Linked DNA regions of Mus musculus: region 2 is linked to region 1. The links are chromatin contacts, called in public HiChIP or PLAC-seq maps. All regions are on one chromosome and are shown on one strand. The core of a region is the stretch at or near the end of the contact, and the rest is flanking DNA. Distances in the headings are between cores, read along the strand shown.

Evidence for each region. HiChIP or PLAC-seq counts read pairs in DNA pulled down with a chosen protein or histone mark.
Region 2: a contact with region 1 is called in an H3K4me3 HiChIP or PLAC-seq map of embryonic stem cells, with 21 times the contacts expected there. The contact joins the promoter of Dcps here to the promoter of Kcnj5 in region 1. A contact is called at or near these places in 1 of 39 promoter capture datasets (embryonic stem cells), 1 of 484 Hi-C or Micro-C datasets (B cells) and 1 of 115 datasets of contacts at active chromatin or transcription factors (embryonic stem cells).

What each region holds. Positions count from the first base shown.
Region 1 is chr9:32,341,186-32,347,887 of GRCm38.p6, reverse strand. Kcnj5 (potassium inwardly-rectifying channel, subfamily J, member 5) reads left to right here and starts at 3,544. Exons shown (of 4, transcript NM_010605.5): 1 at 3,544-3,784; 2 at 5,364-5,666. It overlaps Gm39317 (a long non-coding RNA gene), which reads right to left and starts at 415. Exons shown (of 5, transcript XR_870611.2): 1 at 1-415.
Region 2 is chr9:35,172,337-35,179,038 of GRCm38.p6, reverse strand. Dcps (decapping enzyme, scavenger) reads left to right here and starts at 3,052. Exons shown (of 6, transcript NM_027030.2): 1 at 3,052-3,268. The coding sequence starts at 3,071.

The DNA.
Region 1 (6,702 bases), core at 2,295-4,794:
ATGTCTCCTCACCGTGACCAGTACACTTTATGCCACAAGAAAGCTAGCGCAGACTTCTCTCCTCTTCTTTGAAATTCCACAGACAGAAGTTTTGTTTTTACTCTTGAAACTGTAGCAACCTTGGGCTAATGAGAGTTCTTTCTTCTAAAGTTGGGAACTTTTACGGTTTCCTTGAAAGGAATCAATCTACGGCTGTGGGGTCTGTGCAGCCTATATTGCTACAGTGTTGCCTCGGAGCTATCATTAAATAAGGTAGGGACAGGTTGACATTAGCATTGGTTGCCAAGTACATGCCAGGTGAGTCCGTCTCTCACACAGTGTGGACACACTGTGCCTTGATAGGGCAGGACAAGATGTGTGACATTTTATTATGCTACTCAGAATCACATGCAATTTAAAACTTATAAATTGAGTATTTCTGAAATGTCCCACTTGGCTTATTCCAACCACGGCTGCTGCCTCCTGGGAACTGAAACTAGAGAAAGTCTAACAGTGAGTGAGGAGGGACTGCTGTGTGCATGGCCAGTGTTCACTGATTGGAACACTGTGTGTGTGTGCACACGCGCGCGCGTGCAATTTTAGTATAAAGAAACCATAAGAACAGAAAAAAATTCAGGTTGCTAATTCTTGAGGGTAAACGAGATACTACTGTAAGTAGCTGCAGTTGTATCAGCAACGCCTATTTTTTAGTATTTTTTTTAAGTTGCATTGTTGCCAGCTGACTATTAATTAGATATCGTGGAAAACCTCATTGATTGATATCTACTGTTCCTGGAGGGCTTATTAACAAACACGGGAATGGATGAGAGATCCTCCTAGCATAAGAAAACAGTACTTAAAATATTTGTCTTAAAAGAGATTTAGTTAGGACTTGAGAGTATAACTCAACAAATTCTTTTAATTAATATTTTATCTGGCAGGAAATATTTATGAGACATTACTAGCCTCATAAATGCAAATGGAATTTCTATAAATAGGTGAAAAAATAATTTCCTGTAAGTGTCATATTCTAAAGAGAAACTTTTTAACTAGGAATTCAGTCCCTGCTCATGAAAGAAAGAAAGAGAAGCAAATGAGAGAGGACAGAGGAGGTGTGTCTGCATGCTAATTAACAGTGATAACCCACAGCAGCCGGCTACCTTCTGTAGCCCTCATTAATTTCCAGACAATGAAAGACACACTTAGCACCTTTCAGGCTCTCTAAGTAGTTCTAAGTAGTTCTAAGCCATCCAGCAGTCTTGTCATTTATCCTTAGATGCCATTTGTGCTCTCTCGCAGACTTGGGCTGGAAACTCCCAGACCACCCTACATTTCTGAACAACAGTGGAGACTAAAAATCCCACCCACTACCTCTCATTATCCAGGCCTAGGCTAAAAACTGGACGTCGATTGTTCTGCCTCTGGTTCAAGGTCCCAACCCTTGAGAGAATGCTGTCGAAGCAGAACCTTCCTGCTCTACTTTGTTCCACCACGAGGCAGACAGAGCACCATGCTCTCTGTAGCAATCCAAAGGCCACTGCTGCTACACGGTGGAACACGAAGCCAAGACTCAGCAAAAAGCTTCATGTTGGGCATAGCTGGCTCTCAGAGCAACACAGCCCAGCTACTCCTGACAACCAGGAAACCAAAGAATTAAAGACCCCCTACTGAGCGTTAAACCAACACCTAATGGCTGTGCTGGCTAGTTTCATGGCAACTTTACACAAGCTAATTAATGTCTTCAGAAAGGAGGAGACCTCAACTTTGAGAATGACTCCCTAAGCTCTGGCCGTAGGGCATCTTCTTAGTTAGTGACTGATGGCAGAGGGCCCAACCCACTGTGGGTAGTCCCACCCCTGGATTCTATATTAAGTCAGACTGAGCAAGCCATGATGAGCAAGCCGGTAAGCACCACCTTTCATGTCCTCTGCATCAGCTTCTGAGTCCAGGTTCTGGTCATGTTGAGCTCCTGTCCTGACTTCCTTCAGTGATGGACTGTGAATGTGGAGGCAGAAGCCGAATAAACCCTCTCCTTTGGGTGCTGAACCCCAAAAACTGTGTAACAGACAGAGAGATGTTAAGGTTGGGACTAGTGAAGGCACCAGCAGACAGCCACGTGCTGGCTCTCCCAGACAGCAGCCCTCCCTGTGCAGTGAGTGACATTCCTGTCTTTCCTACGGTTCATTGAAGAATAGAGTCCTCTATGCTCAAAGCCAAGAACAGTCCACAAAAGAGGGAGAGTGGGGTTTGTGCCTGCAATGAGAAAGACCTAGGCTGGGGTAGAGACTAACAGTGGATTCCCAGAAGGAAGGATATTCAGACCCCCAGAGCAGCAGCCAATGTGGTCTGTACATGGAGGCTGTCACACAGAAAATGAAATACATTCAAGAGATCTATGCAGAGAAGTAGAAACAGAATAATGTACAACGGACTGGAAGGTGGGTGGAACCTTGAGGAAACACGGGGGTTCGGGGGCCGGGGGCCTTTTAATGCCATCATTGAAAAGCTTTTTCCTTCAACACATGTACATAGGACGTTGCAACAGAAATGACATTATAGTTTTAATATTTTACAAGAAGAACTTTTGGGAACAGAGAAGAAAGTAGAGAGTGGGAGGAAAGGCCAGCCCCCTTACCTGAAGATGGTTCAGGTCTCACTTGCCTTTCAAGGGAAGGCCATATCCATTTCAATGAATAGCCATTCCCACTCACCTATAGACTACCCTAAGCAGAATGCTCCAACAAAAGACCCACTTCCCTTCTCCCTTCTCTAGACTTTCCCCTTCAGTTATAATCAGGTCCCAGTCTCAAGAGCCAGACCCAGTAACAGCTTAAGGTCCCCCCCTAGACTGTGACTCCGGACTTCCAGGGGAATGTCCCCCACCTGCTGCATCTGGCTTCTTGATAGGCAGGGAAGTTCGGACAACAGCCCCCTCAAAGTGCCCAGAATGACTGAGCAGGTGTTCCCCCCTCCCCTTGCAAGGCTCTGAGCCTGAATTTTCTGCCCTAAGAGTTTCTTCTGTCTGCTCCTCCGCACCCTCTAAACACAGGCACGCGGGCGCTCACACACGTGCGGGGGCGCTTACACACGCGGGCGATCACACACACACATGTACACGTGAGCTTTCCCACATATTCACGGGAAGCTCTCACACACATCTGGTGGCGCAGGTCTCTGACCCTCGCTTAAGCGTGGCCAGAAGCACAGGAGCATCAACAAGGAGGTCTTGGAGGGAGGTGGCGAAGGGGGAGTAGTGGGCAGGAGAGTAGGGAGGAGGCTGCCCGCTCTCTCTGGCCCTGCGTCCGGCACCGGACTCCTTCCAAGTGACTGTGACCCCCGATACCAACAGCCCCCACCCATCTCCACCATATACCCCATTGTGCAAGCATTTCTCCCATTGCTGCCTTTCTTTGTGGTTCTCCTTTGCCTGTGGCCCTTTAAATCGCGTTCTATCCAGAGATTCAATTGTAGGGGGACAGAGGGAGGAGAACCCGGGAGGGGGGGCGGGGGGACGGGAGGAGATGGGGAGGGAGAAGAGAGGAGGGCGGAGAGGAGAGGGACAGCAGAGAGCCTCCCGCTGTTCTCTCTAGATAGAAGGGCGAGGCAGACCGGTGAAGGGGCGGGAGGTTTAGACGCCTCTGCTAGCTGGACCTGCGACACCAGAGTGGCTCGGGGCGTCTGCCCGTCCGTAGGCAATGCCTGAGGCTAGGGAATCCCCTGGAGAGCCCTGAGAGCCACCTGCACCGCCTTGGAAGGATCTCCAGAAGTTAGCCCCAAGGGTTCGGAGAAGCTCTCTGCGCTACAAGTAAGTTGTCTCCTTTCTCTCGCGTCCCTCCCCCAGCCCAGCGACTCCCCAAACCGGACCCTCACTAGGTGTCCTGTGGTTCTAAAAGAAGGCTTTCCCCTACCGGAGCCTGTCGGGTTGAGACAGGATGGGAACAAGATCCGGTGGTCCAAAGTTCAACAAACTGAAGCTGGCCTTAGCTGCCGGCCTCCCCAAGATGAGGAGTCCAGCCTCCCCAGGACCATAAACGCCCTGCTCCCAGAACCAGACCAGGATACCTGCGGGACTGAAACCTTCCATCTTTGGCTTGCTTGGCCAGGCCTTGGGAGGAGATAGAGAGAACCTTGCTCCCAGAAACAGCTTCAGGTGGGGGCAGAGATGGTCGGGTAGGGCGACCCCCTGGACTGTAGACTCTCTGCCCCAGCTGCTTTCTAATCTAACTGCTTTGCGGTACCAGTCTTCTCAGAATTGGTCACTACCTGTATGCTTTCCTTCTTTTGAAAACATTTCTGCAATTGTTCAAAAGAAGGGTTAAAGATAAAAGGTGGAGGAAGACAAGCTATAGCATTTTCCTGATGGTGGCTCTCCTTGGAGATCTGCTCTGTAGCACCTGATTCTGCCAGGGCCTCCTTTAAACGCAAGGGCAGGCCACTAGGAGGGGGGTTTCTAGCCTGGGACTGTGGAGCAGTGTTCAGTGTTGGCTTCTCGAAATTTCATGGGCTATTCCCAAAAGGCAGTGGAGACTCTAGCCTGCCCAGCATCCATACCAAGATCCCGGGGCGCTATCGAGGGGAACCTTTCAAACACCAGGCAAACAGTGGGAATGCAAATGCTCACTGTGACTCTTCTCAGTTAAACGGAGACTAGCAAGCCTGTCCCACAGCACAGAAATGGCAGCTCTGAGAGGGTGAGTAACTGAGATTACAACGGGAGAGTCTCCACAGTATCTGACTCCAAAGTGTAGCTATTCTTTCTCCTAAGCAAGCTGCCTGGGCCACCGAGCATGGGAATCCCTGCGGAGAAGCAGGGGACAGCAGCTAATATTTACAGAACCGGGGTGTTGAGCTGGAACGGGGTCCTGGGAGTTAACCTGTGGGGCAGAACTACGTTTTCTTGCTTTCTAGAGGGAACTAAAGTACACGGATGTCTGAGCTCTAAAGGGAGGTTCTAATCTTCACAGTCCTTGCCAGCCCCTGGCTTCAAATCCAGAGCTTATTACCAAACACTAACCCTGTAAGGTATACCACCTTCCTGGGATCCATGCCTTTGCTTAGCAATAGTCTCTCTCCACCTCCTTTGTTATTTGAGACACAGGTTATCACTATTCAGACCTGGCTAGCCTAGAACTCACTATGTAGACCAGATTGACTTCATAGACACCTGCCCACCTCTGGAGTGCTGGGATTAGAGGCATGAGCCACCATGTCTGTTTTACATGCATGCAGTCTTGAGTTCCAACCCAGGGTTTCCCAGGCTCTGGCAGGTGAGCTGAGCTGTGGGATTTATAAAAGGATTAAATTGGGCTGTGCCATCAAAGGCTTAGCTAGACTCCTTGGGATCAGAGACTTTTGAGTAAGTCCCCGATATACTTATCTTACAGGGGAAGGCTCAGCTTCCAGTGGGAGCCCTAGGGAACAGGGTGTACTTGGGAGCATGGCAGCATCAGATCACCACTGAAAGAGGTGCCATCCCAGAGATAACTTCATCCTCCAACAGCACCCAGCCATCTTCCCCACGCTGACCACCTAGCTGCCCAACAGCAAAAGCACCCACCACTCTGCCACCGCCTCTCCAAGATGGCTACCTACTGCTGGCCGGGCACTCTGAAACAGCACTTCTTGCTTAAGAGCACATCTGCTTTAAGCATAAAATGAGTGTGTTCTATGCTCCATCTAGCAAGCAGGTCAGTTGTGGGAGGGGAGAAGGCAGGAGGGAGGGCGGGAGATGGATGGAGTTGGTCATCCCTTCTGCCCAGAGCTGTCCCAAAGCAGAGATTTCTACTCTGTATAAGTCAGATCTCAGAAGGATTCCCCAGTGTATATTCCCCCGAGGCTGCTTTCTGTATCCTGACATTCAGAACACTCTTTTCATGGGTCCCATGGATATAATAAGGTATCCTTGTGACTGTATCCTGTTGGCCTTGCTCTTTATGGTACATGATGAACAGGCTGCAAGGTTCCTCTGTAAGGGACCTTACAAGTGTATGACTGGGTTTCTGATCCATGAATTCAATTCAGGAGCCTTCTAAGGCTACTGTGGTCATCTGCATAGCAGTGGGCTTGGTCTCCGGTTCCCACTCCCTCCTTAGATTCTGGGACTCTGAATACCTTCTGGGACCAAGCCACCAGAGGGTATGCTGGAAGTTCAAATGCCTGAAAACTTCATCCACTTCTGAACACTATTTAAAATCAGCTCAGCATCCAGTTGATCACCTAGCACGCACCAAGAATACATTATTGTTGGAGCCTTTCGAATGTAGTCATCTGGGCAGGGTTGTTTTCCATTTAAGAGAACATTAGCTAAAGCTTGCCTGTATTTTCCAAGCAAATACTGACCAGAATTTTAGACTGCGGGTGGAGGACAATGGGGCAAAATTGAGTCGGGGGGCAGGGATCCATGAGTGGCGCAGTGTAGCCATTTTAGATTAAGCTTTCCACTATGTGTTAACTGGTCACTGAGAGGCAGTGTTTCTGAGGGGACCCATCAGCAGCTGACTACTAAGACACTTCTCAGCCATGGAGAAATTTTCCCATCTCTTTGTCTTCCTTTTCTTCCCCTCTAGAGACAGGAGAATGAGAGTTCAGATACAAAGAATTACTGGGAGAAATGTGAATAAATTTGCCTGAATGTATTTTTTTTCCAAAGCAATTTAGGAAGTGGGTTTCTTTTAGATTATTTTAAAAGCCGACAGAGGAAAGGCAATGGGAGGGACTGGGTAG
Region 2 (6,702 bases), core at 1,803-4,302, 2.8 Mb before region 1:
ATAAGTTGAATTGATAATGTTTTATATCATGTACAAAATCATTTTTCTTACAAATAGTTTTTGTCCCCTTTGTAAAAGGACGTTTTATCATGATTTTTTCACACCTGCACACACACAGTGAATAAATAAATGAATGAATACTCCAATATTCTAGTGTATGTCTTTCCTCCTGTTGGGTTTAGTTTGAAGCTAGCCTGTCTCAAAGAGCCAAAACACAAACACCAACTCCCCAGATTTATAATTGTTTCAGATTTAGAATTGTCTCTGAAATAATGTAAGAAATAGTAGGTTTATTTCTGAGTATACCATTCATTCTATGCTTGTTTAGGAGAAGCAATCTAAGAAAAGCTAAATTCACTAAAGGACACTGTTACTGCTTGCTGCTCAAACAGCAGGATACAATAGGAGCCCCAAATCAGCACTTTAAAAGCCCCTTTATCTATGGTATCTACTCCAGCTGGCTGATGGTAGCATGTAAGATCACAGTGCATAAAGACCGTGCAAGGACCAGGGGTGCCAAGACAGGACTCCACCTAGGCAAGACTGGTGAAGTTTGATGAGCACTTGACTTGGTTTCTGTCTCCAGAAGTTGGAAGCCTACTCAAGGACTTGGGGTGTACTTCTGTGGCAGAGCACATGCTTCACTGCAAGGTTCAATGCCCACTGAACACGTGTGCACACACATCTAACACGAAATCCCTCACCAAGGATTCTGGCAAAGTAGATGTGGAATGAAAGAAGTCGATATAACTAATCACTCTTCTTGAATTCATACAAAACTATCATTCGAAGTTTAATAAGGATAAAATTATTTTAAAGTAGGTTGGAGCTGGGTATAGAATTCAGGAGCAGAGGCTGGAAGATCTCTGAGTTCAAGGCCAGCCTAATACACATATCGAATTCCAGCCCAGGGTAGGTCAGGGCTACTAGTGAGACCTCGTCGACAGAAAGAGAAAGTGAGCAAGCAGGCAAGCAAGCAAGCAAGCAAGCAAGCAAGCAAGCAAGCTGGATCTATTACTAAAGTGCTAACTTTAGTTTTTGACATTACATACCTACAATTTGGAACTTACAGTTTCCTTCCTCATTTGGCTACAAATATCCAACCTAATGTTTCATGAAACAAGGCCTTATGTGTAGCTCTAGCAGGAACTCCGAAATCTGTCTGTCTCTGCCTGTAGAGTGCTGGGATTAAACACATTTTGTCTCGCGCAGCCTTTCTCTTTCATTTTTCTGAGTTGGAAAAACGCTCAGAAATGTTCATAAGAACAGAGTAGGTTTTGTCACTGCCATTGGCTTTGGGGACATCTCTTTCTGGTCTTGTATATAATTGATAACCTCAGGCTTGTTGACAAATGACAACTTGCAAATAATTATACCAACTTCCAGCTACCCCAATACGTTCCTGTACTTAACAGTCATACTCAACTCATGTTCCTATCCAAAACGCAGTCTATTATTAAAACATGGTGTACTTAGTTACTAACTAAAACATGGACAGAAAGTTGCATCTTGTTCATATTAAGAACTGAAAAAAAATTGTGCCATATCCATTACATTCGTCTGAAAAATTAAAGCTCATTGCCACTTACAAGAATAATGTTTGTTAGACTAGTTCTTGTGTGAGACCCTGATTTAGAGCATTTCTCCCTGGAAGGTAAAGCCCCTGGATATTCCCTAAGCTTGTTTTCCCTGATCTTTAAAAATCCAGCTAGAAAGAAGCTCTTTGTTCTCTATAGCCAGAAAAAAGCCTTTTTGTTTCTATACTGTACAACCGGAGATGCCTGCCTTCCTGTGCTGAGGACACGGAGATAAAAATTCAGAAAGAACTCACTCCCCACTCCTGCCTTGTAAATTTCACCAAGGACACCGGGAAGAGAAGAACTCTTCCCAACTCCTCCCAACTCTCCTCCCAATTCCTCCCAACTCCTCAGCTACCTGTTAAAAGCCCCCTACTGTCACTGCTCAGGGTCGAACTCCCCTGCCCTGCAGGGCAGGCAGCAGGCGGAGGGACTTTGTCCTCAGCTAGCTGATAATAAAACCTCTTGCAGTTTGCATCAGGTGTGGTTTTCTCTCGAGATGTTGGGGTGTTGGCCAGCTCATCCCGGGACTTGAGCGGAGGCCCAGCATTGGGGTTCTTACACTTGACAATATTTGGAGTTGCCAACTGAAAGGGAGTGGGAAAAGGGCTAGCCTGTACGAATGGCCACACCAGTCACCTACAAAATCTAAAAACGCTGAGTTTTATTACTATTCCTTTACAATAAAAGAATACAAACTACTTCTCTGGGTAATAGGGAAGAACTACAGGCAAAGTGGATTTAGGAAGTTATGGAAAGACATGTATAATCCGTCTTGTCAGCTTACTTTTTCTTATCTACAAACAAATAAAAAACCCAAAAGGCTAAGTCTACACATAAAGGGAAAACAATTGATGTAAAATAACGAAAGTAGGAGAAAATGAACAATAGTTTACGTACTCACTTTTTAAAAACAACAACCAAGCCCCGAAGGTAGTGGCGTACGCCTTTAATCTCTACACTGGAGTCAGAGGCAAGTGGATCCAGCCTAGTCCATACAGATACCCTGTCTCAAAACAACAAAAACCAAGAAACAAAATGCCTTGTCGATTTATTTAAAACAAAATAAAACATTCCTTGCACGCCCACTCGTGAGTTGGGACCTTAATGTAAAACGTCATTATTTAACACTCTGTATCCATCATCATACAGCACCCAAAAGTGTTTTCGGTTTCCCATCCCAGGAGCTGGGCTAAGGTGGGCCTCTTTATTGTCACACACCTCTACTCCACCTCGTTAGGACCTCGCTGGTTTCCTTTCCCTTCCTCATCGCCTTCTAGGCAAAAGTCATTGGAAGGCCCTCACCCAAACAGGTGCAAAAACTGCAGAAGCGGACTACAACTCGAAGCATGCCGGGAAATGGAGTAGCGGACGTGCCTGCGCGGAGCATGCCGGGAGTTGAAGTCCAGTCCCTCACAGACTGTGAGGAAGGACCGCAAGGGGCGTGGGCGGAGGCTTCTTCGTGCAGGCGGGTACGGTTCTTCCCAGGCAGCATGGCGGATACAGCGCCTCAACTCAAGAGAAAGCGCGAACAGGAGGCAGAGGAGGCAGAAACCCCCAGCACAGAGGAGAAGGAAGCAGGCGTTGGCAATGGCACCTCTGCCCCTGTCCGCTTACCGTTCTCCGGCTTTAGAGTACAAAAAGTGCTCAGGGAGTCTGCGCGGGACAAAATTATTTTCCTGCATGGGAAGGTACCATTAAATAACCCGGGGGACGCGGGAAGGAGGGAACCAGTCTTCGTGTCAGAAGCGGATTTGTTTCCATTCTGGGAACTACCAGTCACGTTATTCGGGGAAGGTGGAGTGTGCCACTACCATGATACCTGTAGCGACAAGATTGCTGTGTAATTAAAGGAATGCGCACATCTAGGTCTAATTGCCCCAATTTCTCCTTCCCTAGAAATAGATGCCAGTTTTAAAATCACGTGTTAAACTCCCCAAGCCATTCATCATCGTTTATTTTACGTATGAAGACGCCAGGAACTCAGCAAGTGTTTGTTCTGCATCTTGTCTCTGGAAATGACGAGATAACTATTGAGATGTGGTCCCTGCTTTATGTGACTTCAGCCTAAGTTGTTAACCCTTTCCACATGCTGTGTGCTCTCATGTATGAGGGGGATCCAGGCGTGTGCATGGCATGTGGAGACCACTGTCCCTGTTCTGGGTCTCCTGGACTGCAAACTACTAAGGAGTTAGCTGGTTCTGCATACATTGTGCTTAGCTGTCTAGCAGGAACGGAGGAGAGTTGGAGACCATCACAAACTACTGAGGCAACTAGTCAAGGCAGATACGGAGGTTTCTCTAGAATGGGCTGCTTGAAACTTCCACGTGTGACTTCATTCTGCTGAGAAAGTTTTATACAACCCTGGGTATATAGGCATATATAATATATAACACACACACACATATATATATATATCTTTGGTATACTTACATATTTTCATTAAAGATGTAAACAAATTTGCATGCTTACAAATGACATGGATGTGCCTGCTTATAAAGAATGAGCTCTTGGCTGACCAATGCAGCAGGATATAGAGCATTTTGAGCCTTTTTCAGAGTTGATCAATATTTTCATTTGATAATAGTGCTGAGAATGCTACTTTGTATTAATATGTAGTACAGAGTGGCAGAATTGCGACTACTATGGTTAGCTGTTTGTCTCCTTTTGAGCTTGACAAGTACCATTTCAGAAACTGTTGGAGATACAGTCCTAATCCCAAGCCATATTCATTTAACAACTTTTAAAAATGAAACTCAGCAACTCAAACAGCACTTTATTTTTTACTACAGCGGGGGCGGGGCGGGGGGGGAGCACACCATGGCATACATGTGAAGGTCCGGGAACAACTTTGTGGAGAGGGTTCTCTCCTTCTTCCTGTACATGGGTTCTGGGGACTCAAACAGAGGTTGTCAGGCTTGTGTGCCCAGCATCTTCACTTGCTGATCCGTGCCAGCAGGCCTTGAGCAGCACTTCAAACCAAAACCAAACGTTTTAGCACAATACAACTCAAAGGTCTAGTGATTGAATCCTTACGTGCTGAAGAATAATGATGGGGAAATACTATGCTTTTGTTTTCCGTAGTTAAGCCATTTAAGAGCAAAACCACTTTGTATGTTCCCAGAAGGAACTTCAGTTCACAAGGCGTGGTAATCTTGGATCTGAGGCAAGGTGTTTCAGGCAGGGTTTGTTGGTGCTACCTGGCTTAACGGTATGCACAGTACAAAGTGTGTATATGATAGGTGATTAGATCCGAGACCATGGTAAATCTGCACTGCAGCACAGGTGAGCACCACCAGAAACACCTCCAACTTATTGTGTATTTCATTGTGAATTAATTTCTAGTCCTTGTGTGCTTGGAAATCATATTTACTTATGTGATTTATAACATATATATATATATTCATATATATACATATATATGTATATATATACACACACACATATATACACATAATCCTAAATACAAAAATACAACTTGCTTGTCCAAATAAAGTTACTTGTGTGTGTGTATGTATGTGTACATACATATATACATACAGTTACTTGGTATTAGATAACTGATTTGGGGATCCTTCCATGGGGAAGACTGTGTTGCCTGCTGTCAGCATTCATTAGTTGCTGTACTTTTTAGTCTAGGGTTGATCCCCCATTAGAGCCCCCCCCTTTCATGTCTATTGATGCCTTGTTCAAGTCTTGTTTAGGCAGCCATGTTGATGAGACATCATGGGTGTAGCTTCCTTGACATTCCTAGAGACACAGTCTCACAGAAAACTTTCTGTTCTTCAGGCTCTTAAAATCTTTCCATCCTCTTTTTCACGATGACCCTTGAGCCTTAGATGTAGGAGTTGTGTCCTATCAGTTGGGTCTGGATACCACAGTCACTTGCCTTTTGTATTTTGATCTGTTGTGGTTTTCTGTAATGTTCTCTGCCTGTGAAACCCACATGGTTTTAAGAAGTTCCTGGGGCAAGGAGATGACTCAGTCAGTGAAGTGTCTGAAGCACAAGTGTGGAGACCTGAGTTTGGATTCCCAGAACCTATATACAAATCTGGGTATGATAGTGTCCTGCTGTGACCCTAGTGGATGTGGGGTGGGCTGGTGGTAAGGGAAGTAGGCAGATACCTGGAGCTCATAGACTAGGTGAATTGATGAGCTCCAAGTTCAGTGACAGATACTATCTCAAATATTATATGTTTGCTAGAGAGCAATTGAGGAAAACACCCTAGCCCTGGCTGTCCTGGAACTCACTCTAGACCAGGTTGGCCTCCAACTCCACCTGTCTCTGCCTCTGCCTCTGCCTCTGCCTCCCAAGTGCTGGGACTAAAGGCGTGCACCAACACTGCCTGTCTAACACCCAGTGTCTTAGTTTGGGTTTTACTGCTGTGAACAGACAACATGACCAAAGCAAGTCTTATAAAGAACAACATTAATTGGGTCTGGCTTACAGGTTCATAGGTTCAGTCTATTATCAAGGCAGAAGCATAGCAGTGTCTAGGTAGGTATGGTGCGGAGCTGAGAGTTCTACATTTTCTTCCAAAGGCAAACAGGAGAACACTGGCTTCCAAGAAGCTAGGATGAAGGTCTTAAAGCCCACCCCCACAGTGACACACCTACTCCAACAAGGTCACACCTCCAAATAGTGCCACTCCCTGGGCCAAACATATTTAAAACACCACATACAACCTTGACTTCTGTCCTCCACACAGACATGCATACACTTGTATGCACAAGACCACTCTCACAAGCATATACATTTACTGAACCCATACACACAAAGCTGTGTCCAAGAGTCCCATGTAAGAGCTCATATTTGGGAGGATCAGGGGATATAGCTTCAATGCCTCTCTGTTGCTTGTTTTTTATTAGATCCTGTCTGGTTTTCTTAGCCCTTTTGTCTTCACTATGTATCACTCACTGAAGATTTTAGGCCTGAGAGATTTCTAGCTAGAAGTCAGTGGGGAGACTTGGCTTCTAATCTCCATACTGATGCTGTTCATGTGACCTTGGATAAGTCACTTAATTTCTCTAGTGTGGATCTTAGTTTGTTATTTTTTTTTTAAAGTAAGGAGAGTTTGGCAAGGGTCTTGTAAAATAGATGACAGCTGTGATGGTTTGTATATGC